Linked DNA regions of Bos taurus: region 1 is linked to region 2. The links are chromatin contacts, called in public Hi-C maps. All regions are on one chromosome and are shown on one strand. The core of a region is the stretch at or near the end of the contact, and the rest is flanking DNA. Distances in the headings are between cores, read along the strand shown.

Region 1 (7,510 bases), core at 2,628-5,127, 88 kb after region 2:
GTCAATGCATTATTCAGAGCTCAGATGTCCATCAGTGGATTCCCCATCCGCCCTGCTTGCCTCTCTTCTCTCCCTCTTTAAAACACACACATTAGCATTCAGAAAAACTCTAGACCCTACAGTATATTTCCCTGAATAAAATGAAAATTAGAGTTGAAGCAGTCCCATCAGTGCTGCCACACTTTAAGCTGCTTGGCTGAGATCTAGAAAGCTCTGCCTCTTTGCCCACGGCAAGACTTTTGTCCTGTGTCTTCCTACACATCAGTTAAGAGGAATGTGTTAGACTGTAAGCTCAACAAGAGAGGACCTGTGTTTCCTTTGTTCGTTTCTCACTATGTGTGTATGTGGCTCTCTGTGTATATGTTTAACACACATGTATATACTGTATAAATAAGGAGAGGTATGAATGCAGCAACCTAATATGTGGAGAGGGAACTCTGTGACCCTTTTAAATCTTATCCGGAAAACATGGTGAGGTCTCTGCAGTGAAAAACAGAACACTCCTTTTTCACATTTCTAATTGTTGTTGGGAACCTTTGGAAGGAGGTCCAGTTTATCACCTCCCATTTCTTTATCAGCCATGCCAGTTTATAACTTTCGAAGGTAAACATTGCTATTTACTGGACACTTACTGTGTGTTGAGCACATATCATAACATCACTTAATCTTCCAACAACCTTCATGGAAGGTAATGATCACCAGAGGAAGTCAAGCCTGTGGGAGGTGAAAGCCTTTACCTTACACAGCCCGCAGGTGTGTTTTGCAGTTTTGCAAGCCTTTCTAGACTGATTTTTGCAGTTTTGTTTCCAGTTTTGCAGGCCTTTCTAGACTGATTTCAGCCTAAAGCAAGTGTTCAGTGTTCACTGTCACAGAACAAGATGTCTAGAGAAGGGAGAAGAGAATGACAGCACTGCCAAAGCTGGAAAGGGCTCCCAGCATCGAGTCCATGCACTTAACTTCGCATCTGTCCTTGGTGCTGTGAAGGCAACCGAGATTCATTTCATGGGACCTCTGCTCCAAAAGACTCAATGCATTCATGGGACATTGACAGGCATCACAGTCATTATCTGAGGCTACCCATTAAATAGCAACCAGTCCATATATGGCTGGTGCAAATGCAGAATGGCACAGCCACTGGGAAAACAGTGAGACACAGTATTAGAAAGTTAAACACACACGCCCCACACTTAACAAATGGCTCAGCTATCATACTCCCATTAAGCAGGTATTTATCTAAGAGAAATGGAATTTATTTTCACACAAAGGCCTACAGTTTTATTCACAGTAGCAAAAAAGTAGACACACCCAAACTGAGCATCAAACTGGTGAGTAGATGGACAAAGTGTATCACATCCATACAGGGAAATACTGCTCAACAATAAGAAGTCAGCTATTGATTTGATGAGTTCAACAGCATGAATGAATATTCCATGCTATTAATAAGTGAAAGAACCTAGCCATAGAAGGCTCCATACTTTTTCACCTGTGTGCTTTTCAGAAAATGATAAAACTATAGGGATAGAAAGCAGATCAGAGATTGCCTGGGGCTTGGGAAGGGGACTGACTGCAAAAGGACAAGAGGACATTTTGGGGGATGATGGAAATCTTTCTGTGTCTTAATTGTGGCTCTAGTTATAAAACTGTACTTCTGTCAGGCTCATCAAACTGTATCTTTCAAAGGGGTGGATTTGATTGTATATAAGTCTTACCTCAGTAGATAGGACTTTAAAAAATACATCAGCTGGTCCGAAGTCCCCATTTTCCAGATGGGGAAGCAGGCCCCAGATGAGGGAGTGAATTGCTATAGTGGTTGTGAGTTGGCAATACAGGTTTCTCAGCCCCAGTCCTCAGGCAAAAATATGCTGGAACCCTGGCCTCCTGTCTCAGTCCAGGGTGCATTCCAGGGAGAACTAAATGTTGATCCTCAACTCTGAAGACAACTCCATGGGTGGCTTTTTAAAACTCACACTCTATTGTGCTGCTCAGCAGACTGTTGACCTGCAGTTTGGCTGGAGGACTCCTCATTAGAGAGTGAATTAGCATTCGGCCAAAACCAAAGCACAGAAAGCTCCAATGACGAACTTCTATGTACATATTCCATTGACTGTTGGGAAGAAAAGCCTCAGTGTAGGACCATTAATTTATTTGGAAGGGTGCCTGGCAGGACTTTGTCGTCCAGTCTAGAAAGAACAAATCATCCCAGAGATTCACACCAACATCTTGTTGTAGAAAGCTGGTGAGATTTGGAGTGAGCCAGTCCTGGTTTGAGTACCCAAATCTCTTCCTAACTTCATGCCCTTGAGTTACTACTTCTCTGTCTACAAAACAGTGATCCTAGTACCTACCTCTCAGGGTTTCTGCACAGTGTAGGTAGGAGATTGGGAACTAAAGTACCTTGCCCAGCTGTGATAGGCTTCAGTGTGGCAGCCGTGGGTTTGTGTGTGACACACATTAACAGTCATGACACCCGTTGTGGAAATGATCAAACCCGGGGTATTGCTGTGTCAGCCATTGTACCGCCTGGCCAGAACCACTGGGCTATGTGTAGACTTCAGTAAACCTTGTGGACCTGAATCCAGCCCTATTTATAAAATAATTGATGGCAGCATTTGGAAGGGAGTGGAATTTTGCTTCTTAATTTGAGAGAAAGCCGCCTTACTTGAACTTTTTTGCTTTTTAAGAAGGGACGGGAAAGGACTGGAAACAATGGGCCCTGAATCAGCGCCAAACTCCCAGTTGGAGGGAAGATATTTTTTCCCAGTCTTATCATCACTTATCATCACTATTATCCAGGAAAAAAAGAAAATACACCAACAACAGAAAAGACCCTGAACTGTTTAGGGCCCAGTGAGACTCTCCTTCCTGGGCTTCCCAGGTAGCACAGTGGTAAAGAATCTGCCTGTCAATGCAGGAAATGCAAAAGACGTGGGTTCAACCCCTGAGTCAGAAAGATCCCCTGGAGTAGGAAATGGCACCCCACTCCAGGATTCTTGCCCGGGACATCCCATGGACACAGGGACCCGGCAGTCTACAGTCCATGGGGTCACAAAGAGTCGGACACGGCCGAGTGAGCAGACTCTCCCTTCTACCCCTCAGCAGGGCGGATCTTTGGGGATGTTCCCAAATCCTTTTGCCTTCTGAGATTTGAGATTCTGGTTTAACACTAACAGAAATAAGGTCAACGAGGCTTAGGGTTGATTTTATTAAACTTTACTTGTTTTTCCTCTTTTGCAGTTGTAATAATATACCAAGTGTTTCTCATCTTCACTTAAACATCTCATTCAGTCACACAGCCAGATTTACGAAACACCGACTGGTTTTAATAGCCCAAGACAGCTAGCAAAACACCAACTGGCAAGCTTACCAATAGTGCTGGTTTCTATACTAGTAGTCAAGTGGTAGTCAAAGTCACTCAGTCGTGTCCGACTCTTGCTACCCTAGGTATGTTTAAGTCCCTTCCATTATATACTTCATGTGTGTGGACTGAATTTTCCTTTCGTAACCATTGTCTTCCAGTATGAAGTGGTCGATTACAGATTCTAGTACATTCTGTCAAGCACCATAAGACAATGGTTTAGGTGCCAGAGATTTCTCTGCGGCTTAGGGCAGAATTATCCTCTTAGGTAGTTAGGAGCCTGAGGACTAGAAAAACTGACGTCAAGGCTAGTGGTCGAAGTGGAACAGTCTCCTAACACCAGCTGAGAGCTGTTTCCACTAGCCCACACCATGCTCCCTTTGTGTAGATTATTTAATAAATTCATTTCACAACCCGTAAAGCACAGTAGGAAACAATGCAATTACTGAACCATAGGAGCACAGCTGCCAGCATCTTGTTGATTCAGAATTGTCCAAACACTTCCATGTGGGGGCGGGAACCAGCAATTTGCTGGTTCAACAGTTGACATTGATAAATTGGAGTTTCATTTCCTCAGCCTTCTGTTGGAGGTGCTAATGAGCATTGAAAAGCTGGAGAAACACAGGCACTAGAGGAAGGGAGAATCTTGCCTGATCTACATACTAAGTAATTGAGCCTGAATGAGGGAGACTTGACACTGCCAGGTAATAAATGGACACTTTTGAATGCACTGATGAGAAGCCAAATAAAATTAGTGCTGTGAACATTTTGATTATTTAAATTCTGCTTGCAGATTGTGTGGGCTGGTATCTTGGTTTATTAGATTGTTTACTTCTCCTAATATTTTTTCACATGTTTTCTGAAATATTCACTTGTATTTCATGCAGTATTATGCCAGGATTACTTGGCTTCTGGAAAATGAGGGGGTTGGGCCAGATGATCTCTGAGGTCTCTTCTACGCTGTGTTTTTACTTGCCTGGCAAGAGAATTTGTCTAAAATGAATTGCATTCCCCCCACACACATTCATCCAAGCCTCTGTTCCCCCCATTCATTGTTTCCATTCATTCAATAGGCAGTTGGATGTTCGCTCTGGCCAGTTACTGTGCTGGGCACTAGAAATAAAGAAGGGAATGGGCCAGAACACCACCAGCCCCCTACCCTTAGGAGCTGACATTCTAATTGGGAGCTGGATAAGTAAGCAGAGTGTATTCAGGGATAAGCTTGGGGCAGCACATGGTAGTAACTAGAGGGAATCAAGGAAGGCTGCTCAGAGGATGTAATATTTTAAGTTGCTCCTTGAAACAAGGTGAAGATTGGGAGGAAGAATGTTTGGATGGACTTTCCTCTGTGTACCTCCCAGGGCTTTCTGCCCTGAAAGTTATTAGGCTATCTGCGAGATGTCCTTCTAGTAGAAATATCTTTGTTATGCTTTAACATAGGAGTCAGTGATTACTTCCGTGACTGTTACACTTTCTCAACCTTTTAAATTCTGGTTTCCCAGGTGATTTAGTGATTAAGAACCTACCAATGCAGGAGACCCAGGTTTGGTACCTGGGTCAGGAAGATCCCCTGGAGGAGGGCATGGCCACCCACTCCACTCTTCTTACTGGCATAATCCTATGGACAGAGGAGCCTGGCAGGCTATATAGTCCATGAGGTTGCAGAGAGTCAGATGCAACTGAGCATCTTTTAATGTTACTTTCCTTTAAAAGCAGAAATGGATTTTAATAAAATGGGTTGGCAAAAGTATTGAACTTTTGAAATTAACCTTTTATGTACAGATATGTGAATCTTGAAGTCCAAACCAGCCATGGGTAACCTTTTTCTGTCCCTTCAACTCTCAGCCAGAAGAGTACTCTTTATCTTGGAGAGATGCATTTTGTTAAGCTGTGATTATACCCACTTAGGAATCCTCCAGCTACAAGTCATTTTAGAGATTATCAGACATTTATTATCAGACTCAATGTTTTTAAAGCAGATTGGGATTCATTTTTGTATGGCATTAATTAAAATTAAACCTTTTCTAAACAATTTCTTTGCAGGTAATCTTGATTTTTTTTTTTTTAAATTGAATGTGTCTGGTTACATCTGCCTATAAGTAGAGAACTCAGGATATTCAGTGTGAAAGTAATGTTTTAAAAATGCCAGTTTAACTTTTGAATACTAGAGTGGCTTCTAAGTGTATCAAAAGTGACTTTTATCATATTGTAACCTTCTATCATATCTGTTTAGGAGAAACTAGAGAAACTGCATGCTAACTGATTATTGGTATTAGTGCAATGATTAGGCTGTCCTGTAAAGGATTTAGGCTTGTGCATTTATAGCCCTTCTCAGCACTTCTGTGTGGTCGAACTTGACTCTTATACCAGCATGTCAGTGCTGGTCTAAGAAATAGGAGACCTTGATCTGGTTGAAGCGCTGACACTCACTAGCTTTGTGGATTTTAACCATAGGCAGCATAGCTTTGGCTTTCTCATCTCTTAAGTGTTGTCATCTGGAAAATGAAGTGGTGAGACTAGACGCTCTAAGGACCCTGGAACTTTTGTGATGGATGAACGTGAGTAATGAATGCTTCCTTCTCGTTTGCACACAGAGAAGCAAAACCATGAAAGATAAAATGGTCTGCCAGTGGCTGCAGGGAGTATCACCAGCTCGATGAGAATAGGTCAGGCTCTCTCCTTTTCTGGTCCTCTTCATCCTTTTGGATCTCATGCTCCCTCCTGGTTACTTGATATTGGACTTTACACTTAACAAAACCAGTGATTTACATTTGCTCTTGTGTCTGTTGAATAACTTCTAGGTAGATGTTTAAAAAGCACAGAAGTAATAAAGTTAGTTGGCAAGATCTAGTTTTAATAATGAATTCTGTCTCATCATGCCTATAAAAATTGGGGCCTGAAATGAACTAATATTACTTTTTTTATTGCATCTTATTTTGAGGAGAAATGGATAATTAAAGTGAAACAGTAGGAGTCACTCTCCAGGGTTCACAGGCTCTCCTCTTCAACCACATTCAGAAACAACTTCTGTAGGAGTGAAGAATCTAAGCAGATTCCCTCACTCCCCATTTTCCTTTGCGTTGATTCTATTAAGTTTGCTTGTGCTCATGTAATTAGCTTCTATATAACTTACTGGGAATAATGTCTCTTGGTAGCCTCACATTTAGGAATATGATGAATCTGTTTGTTTGCAATCAGATCACATATTTCCTTCTGAAAAAAAAACAAAAAAAAACAATGCTTTGGTTGACCGGTGCCATTTTAACTCAGTCATCAGCTGAGCCCTAAAACTTGTCTTCCTTGCCTGAGCTGTGGGTAGGAGTTAGTGTAGGAGGAAGGAAGAGGAGCAGTTTTGAAACTGGTGCATCATTTCCTCGACCTGGCCTTGGGAGGTCTCAGGGCCTTTCAGCACAAACCACAGTATATACTCTGATTCAGATCTCCCGTTCCAGCCAGGCAGGTGGTCTCCACTGCCTGGGAATGTCTCACTTCTATTGAACACTTTTATATATTAAGGAAGAAATGGTAATTAGCACCTTAATGTCCAAGAAGCAATTTCCATGTTCTCTTTTTAATTGTGAAAATGAACTTAATGGGTAGAATTTCAGGAAAGAGGAGAGGGAAAAGAGAAAATCCAGGCCTGAATATCTGTCTCTAGTTTCAGTTCTCCCGGGCTGCCCCTAGACTCCCCAGCTTCTTTCATTTCTGTACCCCCTTGTGTTTGAAAACCTTAGTTCCCTTGTCATATCCCTGGAGTTGTGAGAAGGAGCTTAAGAAAAGGGGGAAATGGGATATGGTTAGTTGTTCCCACTGACATGTATGAGATGTTTGTAAGTCAGCTGTCTTCCTCTTTTTACAAAATATTTATTATATATATGAATTTGGTGGCACCACTTAGCATGCAGGGATCCCATGCCCCCTGACAAGGAATGAACCTATGCCCCGTGCCTCAGTGGAAGCACAGAGTTCTAACTGCTGGACTGCCAGAGAATTCCCAGGTCAACTCTCTTCTGAATCAGACACCTGGGTTCAAAGATCAGATCCACAGACCATGTGACCTTGGGCAATTATTTAACCTCACAAGTTTCCATTTCTTCATAACCACTCAGTGGCAGCATAAAAATGAATGATAATACATTAAGAATCCTTGGCTCA
Region 2 (7,281 bases), core at 882-3,381:
GCATTCAGCTGGACATGTATATTCCCTCTTTAATATTAGCTGGGTGAGAAAGTTTGTTTCAAAGAGAAGAAAACCCAAAAAGAAATTAACTGGTTATGCCAAAGTTCTTCATTCAACACCTGATGCAATAAACACTGAGGACCTTTGTGCAGGGACCAATCTGAAGATGAGTAAGATGCAGTCATCCTAGGGAAGTTCATAGTTTGAAACTTGCATTAACAATGATAAAAGTAGGTCAAAATTCATCAGCGGCATATGAAAGTTTCTGAAAGGGTGCAGTGGAGGTTCTAAGGAGAAAGATGTTGCCACCAGCTTGGGGGAGGGTCTTAGGGAAAGCTTACAGAAAAAAGCATAGAAGGAATTGACTCAGTCATTTAATTTGTAAAGAAAAAAAGAAATTACCAATTCACTTAACAAAAACTTTTTTACCCTTCTCCTCCATGGTTTGTTGTTGTCCTTGTTTTGGTTGCTAAAAGTTGTGTCTGACTCTTTTGCAATCCCATGGACTGTAGCCCTGGCCAGGCTCCTCTGTCCATGGGGTTTCCCAGACAAAAATACTGGAGTGGGTTGCCATTTCCTTCTCCAGGGGATCTTCCAGACCCAGGGATTGTAGTAGCTAACATTTAATTCAGCACTTATTGTGTCAGGTATTTCACTAAGTGCTTGGCCCACTTTATTTCATGTAATCTTCAAAACAACCTATGAGATAGGAATTATCACCTCTATTTTATAGGAAAAGACAGAGCCTGAATTAACAGAAGAGTTTGTATTCTTGGCTATGAGAACCCAGGTAAGAAAAAGCTCTTATATCCAGCCTATGGGATAGAGACAAGTTGGATTTTGGAGAACTAGCAAGGAAGATAACCCTTTTCTAAGATCGCAGAGTTGGACACCGCTTAGCAACTGAACAACAACGAGTAGGAGGCCTCCTAATTGTCGGAGTCAAAAAGCTCATAAACGGTAAAAACATCTGAAGGACCTTGGACTTAGGTAGAATCTGCCTTGTTGAGTATGACTCCATCTCAGGAACCTTGTCTTTTGTCTTATCACTGTCCACGGAGATTCTAGCACTCTGCCTGGCAAATAGTAGAAGCTCAAATTTTATCTGTTTGAGAATTTTCACCACGTCATTGAACATTCACTGGAACGTGGGGCAATTAATTATGTTCCCCTTCCTCACGCCTACACTTCGGTTTTCCTATCTTAATATTGGAACGGGCTGAACATCATTAAGACACTATATTAAGTTTAATAAGATGTTATCCAGGAAAATTTGATTACCTAGGGCAAAAGTAGGAATACTATAGTGGCTAATGGGAATGTCTGTACGGGACAGGGAGGACACTCTTTTTTATACGTTTAATCCTAATATTTTTGGCAGTCTGTGCAGAAGAGGGCAGAAGGTTGGTTTTTACATTCCTTAAGGCGGGCTCCTTCACCATCAAAAGGCGCTGGAATTCTTGAGACGGAAACCTTGCATAGGGATGCCCTCGCCCAGGACACCGCCCTTAAAATCAGACAGAGGAAGGCTTCTTTCTCCTTGAAGGCGCTTGGCAATCCCTGCCCCCTAAGGGAGTGGAGGCAAAGAAAGAATACATCTACATCTCTCACGTCTGCCCGACTACAGATTGGCAAGTGGTATGGAGCGCAGACCTCTGTCATTTATTTTCTTTCCACTGGGTGCGCTGTCCCTTTAAATGGGGGACGCTGGCGCTGGCTCCGTAACACCGGAGCCGGCAGCTTGTTGATTTCAGAGCTGGTGAATTTCACATTGTTTCCACTTCACTTTCCTCGCCCGGGGGAGGCTTAGGTTGGCTCCACAACCGCTGTAGTCGGGGCCAGCGAGGGCCAGGGGAGGGCAGGGACCTACTGCATCTGGGCCGGCTTGGGGCCGCAGGAAAGGGTGTCGGGGCCACACACGCACTCTCGCTGCAGTCCAGATCCTCCTGAAGCCCGTACGCCCGGAGCGCACCCAGCCGGGACCGCCCGCCTAGACGCCGGCCCGCCAGCCCGCCCACGGGCCGGGGTCACAGCCAAGGAGCCGACGAGGGGAGGAGGCCCAGGGGGGCTGGGTGGGGGGGCGGGGGTGGGTGCTGCCGCCGCCGCGGAGCTGCTACTCGGCGCGTTTTGTATGAAGATGGCGGCTCCCACCGCCAGCAAGGCAGCCTCCCTGGGCTGTAACAACAAGCCTGCGTTCCCGGAGCTGGATTTCAGGTCGGGAGCTCGGGTGGAGGAATTGAACAAACTCATCCAAGAATTTACGAAGCACGACCAGCGGGAATATGACGACCAGAGAGCACTGGAGATTCACACAGCTAAGGATTTCATCTTTTCCATGCTGGGTAAGGAGGAAAAAGAGAGGGGTGTGTGTGTGAGAGAGTGATGGGAAGCAGGGTAAAGAACCCATTCCCCCTTCTCGTGCGCTCTTTCCTTATTTTCTTCCCGGAGCCAGGTGCCTGGGGTATAACCCATCTCAGTTCTGCCTTTTCCATTCTTTCTCCGCCGCAACCTGAGCCGCCTTCCCTTCCCTCCTAACTATACTTTGCCCCGGGTCCCTTTTCCGCACCGCCCCCGACTACTGACTCTTTTGTTAATTTCTCGCCGACTGGGGGTGGTAGGCAGGTGAAGCGTTGGTGGTGAAACGGCTCACTGTTGAGGGGAAACCTCTGGAAGCCGTGCGGTCCAGATGAGAACCCGCGGCGCCTTCAATGAAGGGATTTGTCTCCGGAGGCACGGACGTGCTCCTTCCCTGCGCCGAGTCTCAGGTCCTGTCTGGAGCTCGGGGAGCGGAGACAGCTTGGGGCTCTGGCTCGGCTCCCGAGCGACAAGTTGCGAGCAGTCTTGCGGCGCGGCGCTGTCACGCCGAGCCCCCGGTGGCCAAACTTGTTGGGTGTTCCCTAGTAACCCGCTCGAGTAGGCTGGGCGCCCGGAGTTCCTGCAACTTTGATTTGCAAATAGATTTCCCATTGAAGCGGTTCAAAGCATTTCCGGTGCTTCTCCAGGGTTCTTGCTAAGCTTGGAATTCCTAATTCCCAGCTCGAAAATGACCGCGCTTAGACCTCTGACCCCGAGGATCGCCAGCCCCTTGCTCTTTGTTTTCTGTCTGTTCGCTGGCCGAGAGAGGTGTCCTGGGTTTCGAACCTCGGCGACGTTTGGATTAGAATAAAGCTCCTCTCCCATCCCCCAGCCTGGCACCTACAGGTCCTTAACAGATTGTTGAATGTTGTGTATAGGAAAATAATTGAGCCGGGCAGGGCGATCGAATAACCCCCTAGTATCCTGTAGTTCGGGGTATTGCTGTGAGAGCCCGCTGGTGGGAGCCTCCCACGTAGCTTGCGGCTCACCGAGGCAACTCTGGCTGCTATGCAGTACGTGGCCTGGGGGTTAACACTCCACCGAACTGGGACTCCAGTGTAGCGCTGCCTGCCTCGTGTCTCTGTGAGCTAGACAAACACATTCTTGGGCAGTTTACCAGGTAGTGGAAAATTTCATTGAAAAGGTCTTTGACTGCAGAGGAAGACTTGAGTTTTTCCCTTCGTCCTGCCATCTATTGGATTTCATCCGGCTGCCTCCTCTCGTTGCTAGTTCTATCAGAGTGTACCTTCCGTCTCGGTTTGCGTCCTCCCCACAGCCCAAGAAGTGGGTAATACAAGTTGAACGTGTGGCCGCGGAGGGTAGTAACGTTTTGGGAAGTTGTATGAAGCACATTAAAACTTGGGGCTGGATTTTACCTTTTGCTCCATTCTCCCCAAGTGTTCCTAGATTGTGTATGAGGTTGGAAAGCACTCTGTTGAGATATTCGACGATTCAGCTAGTATTTAGACAAATGTGGGGTGTGTATATGTGTGTGCGTGTGTTTAAATTACTCCCTAATCTTCTGGTGGGATGGGATTCCAGAGGGAAACTTTACAAGCTTACAAAGCTTTCAGATCTGAAAACCAGCACGGTGCTTGTCAGAAGGGTGAGGATACACAGAGAATGCTCAGGGCAGTTATTTAAGTTGTTTAATCATTGCCTCTCTCTTCAGCGTGTCTAATGGAAATTGCCCGTTGTGTTTTTACAGCCCCCAAATCAATTCCGATGTCTCCTGCTCTAGGTCATTCACTAGGAAAAGGTGCTTGGTCACCATCAGTCAGGGATACTCAAGGAGCAGAAAAGGGGAGGCTATGGGAAGGGGTTAAGTTTAAACGCCCAGCTCATTAGGAACTTCTGTGTTAACCCCACAGCTGATACACTGATTTCACAAATTTACCCAGATATGAATGGCAAATGAATTATTGCTTAATTCATTTTGTGTTGAATGTCATGAGTGTGTTGACAGGTAAACGAAATTCCCTTTTATTCCTTTTTACCCACTTGATCTTGCAAGAGCGGTCTTTTTCGCCCCCTGGGAATCTGATGTTTCCACCTGCAGGAGAGAAAAATTCAGGAGAATATCATTTAAGCCTCTTACCCCTCTGGACACTAGAAGGCAGATGGCGAAATGAGCCTGCCTGTGTGCGGTGCTGCATTCATTTGTGTGTTGCTTGCTTTCCTTTAATGAGGTGCTGGCTGCTCTAGACAAGTGAAGGTTTGGCGACAGCAAGGGTCCCCGTGTGGATTTACTTTTTCTAAAGCGGATTTTCGCTGGGCTTAAAAAAACAAAATCTCTTTTTGTGCACTTTGTTTCACTTGCCACAGCTCAGAGTCTTTAATGAATATGCGAATGAGGTGTCTTAATAACCCTCAGCTTGTTAAGGTGTTACAGGGGTGGGACCAGGCCCTTATTTCTGTGAGTTGGGGTGAGGGGAGATGTGGGGTTGCGTCCTCCTGGCTTTGTTCTGCCTCTGTTGGAGCAGCACCTGAGGATTGTCAGCAGCTTAAAAACATGATCCCCTCACACAGAATGAAATGACAGGGGAATTTGGTGCAAACCTCTTTAATGGAACTGTGGATAACACTACCTCTCTTTTTAGGCTATTGGCAGGAGCCAGCCACTCTCTGTTTGAGACTTTTAGCCTGGAATAAGCACCCCCAGCTTCCAAGATCCTTTTTGTTTTATCTAGATTGGAGCTAACTTTATGCAGAAGAGCAAAGTGGTGATATAGACTGTTGTCATAAACAGTGACCTGTCAGTACCAGGAAACTCCACTGCCCTACCAAAGTGGAGGTCTGCATATGCTATGGAATAGGTCTGAGCCCACTACTGGGCACACAGTGGCTTTGTGGTCTGTCCTAACATTCTCTGTCCGGAGATTCTGATTCCTTTGGAAGTAGGTGTTTGTGGGAGTCATCTAGATTCGCTTTTTATTTCTCTACACCTTGGTCTTTTTGGAGAATGATTGCTGTTATTATCTAGTTAATATTTGAGAGCCCAGATTGTGGGAGAGGCAGTGCATAATAAACGCCATTTATCAAAATTCAGGGAAATTGCCAGAGTTCATTAATGTTTTAATAATATTTGGTGTTTGCATAATATCTCTGCCAGCTCTTTTGTTATCTTCATTCCCCTGCTGAAGTTGGATGAAGACTGGTTGTATCCCTATTGAACAGATGCAGAACAGGGGTTACGCAGAAGCTAGAAGAACCAGGAAGAAACAAGCAGTCCATATACTTCCCCTTCAGTACAAATGGTCAGTACCATGGTGTGGTCATTAGAGGAGTCATCACTTACTGACTGCCTTCTTGGTGCCTGGAATTTCACATAACTTTAGAAGTAGGTATTGCTTTCCTGTTATCCAGATAAAGATATTGAAATTTACTAGGATTAAGAATCATCCAGGGTTCCATGGCTAATAAGTGGAAGAGGTTGCTAAATCTCACATTGGCCTGATTCTAGGTCTTTTTTTTTTTTTTTAATAAAGAGTTGATGCATTAAATCCAAAGGAGGGACTTTGTTTAAAAACAAAGTATTCCCTCTTCTTTCAGAAATTTGTTTCTGATTTCAGCTGTAAGTATTAGGGTAATCCAGGCAGCATCTGAGGTGAGTCCTGGAGCAATCTGAATTTGAATATTTTATTCCATAAAAGGATCATTTGTTTTGAATTTCAGGTTGAGAAAATGATGGTCCTTATAATAAATGTTAAAACCTATAGTTCCTGTCTTAGTTTGCCTCCTGCTGGCTAAGTGGTCTTAGTTTTTTCGTCTATTAAACACAAATAATAATAATTTTGTTTATTAAACATGGATAGTAATATTTTCATCTATTAAACATGGATATAGTAATGCATGGTTTCAGAATTGTTATGGTTGCATATGTAGTTACTTTGTAAACCAAAAAGGAAGGTATACACGATTTTATTATTTATTTTTAAGAAATTGGCATTTTTAGAAAATCTAGTGAACTTAACACTAGGATTATCTCTGCAGCTTCCTATCAGAAAGACTACAGAGTATATTTAGAGGTGACTTAGGAGAAGAAAGGCTCTGGCTGTAGAGGGCATGATTAATTCCAACTCACATTACCATTTGTTAAGTTCATACTGTATGCTGGCCCTTGTGCTAGCTACTTTGCATAAATCTATTAATGTAATTTTTTTCCCAGAGACTTTATAAGGATAAATATCATCATGCCTCTTTTAGAGGTGAAGTAAATGGTATTATCCCCTTTTAAAGATGAAACACTGAGGCTCAAAGAGGTCAAGTACTTATGCCAAGACCGTACAGAGGTTGCGTTTGAACCTGTAAAAGGATGTCTGACCCGAAAGCTCATGTTCCTTCCACTGTGTGGGCAGTCTGTTTGTGTCATTTCTGGACCAGACAACCAAAGAGGCCCCACTCCCTGGGGAGTGCTGTACCACTCAGTGCCCTGCTTAGCCTGCAGGAGCAGAGATGGTCTCTTTTGTCCTGTCTCTCTTCTTTTCTCAAAGCTTTCTATTTTGTATTGGGGTATTAACAATGCCGATTAACAATGTTGTGGTGGTTTCAGGTGAACAGCAAAGGGACTCAGCCATACATATACAGGTCTTTCTTACATTCATGCATTCAACAAGTAATTACTGAATGTCATACTGTTTGCCAAACAGTATGTAGGGTCATAAGAGTAAAATAGTGAGCAAAAACTTGAATTCATGTGGGAGACCCCTCCCTCTTCCGCTTGCCCATCAACTCCAAAAAGAGAATGGTTTGCTCACTCTTGTCTCCTTTCAGACATGTGTTTGAGTGTTTCTGAGTGCTGTCAGATCTACCATATTTTTAGGCACTTTTTGTGTCTACGGAGTAGGCCATTTTGAAGCCTTGTCTTTCGGGTGTTTGAGTGTTACTTTTCCTTAATGAATTCATCCAGCCATCTTTACTGAGGGG

What was found. A called contact is a pair of places that touch in the nucleus more often than the background predicts.
Region 1: a Hi-C map of liver shows a contact between it and region 2, with 2.2 times the contacts expected there. The contact joins the enhancer-like site here to the promoter of MB21D2 in region 2. A contact is called at or near these places in 2 of 11 Hi-C or Micro-C datasets (liver and skeletal muscle).

Annotation. Positions count from the first base shown.
Region 1 is chr1:74,573,379-74,580,888 of ARS-UCD2.0, forward strand. All of the region lies in intron 1 of MB21D2 (Mab-21 domain containing 2), which reads left to right. Among named protein-coding and RNA genes, the nearest start is that of MB21D2, 88 kb to the left of the region's middle. Within about 2 kb of position 3,878, at least 14 of the 102 cell types and tissues checked have an H3K27ac peak or open chromatin away from gene starts, as enhancers often do. A contact at or near this core is called in liver, where this site is marked.
Region 2 is chr1:74,486,893-74,494,173 of ARS-UCD2.0, forward strand. MB21D2 (Mab-21 domain containing 2) reads left to right here and starts at 2,132. Exons shown (of 2, transcript NM_001205856.1): 1 at 2,132-2,342. The coding sequence starts at 2,132. It overlaps LOC104970906 (a long non-coding RNA gene), which reads right to left and starts at 1,637. Exons shown (of 3, transcript XR_009495076.1): 1 at 1-1,637.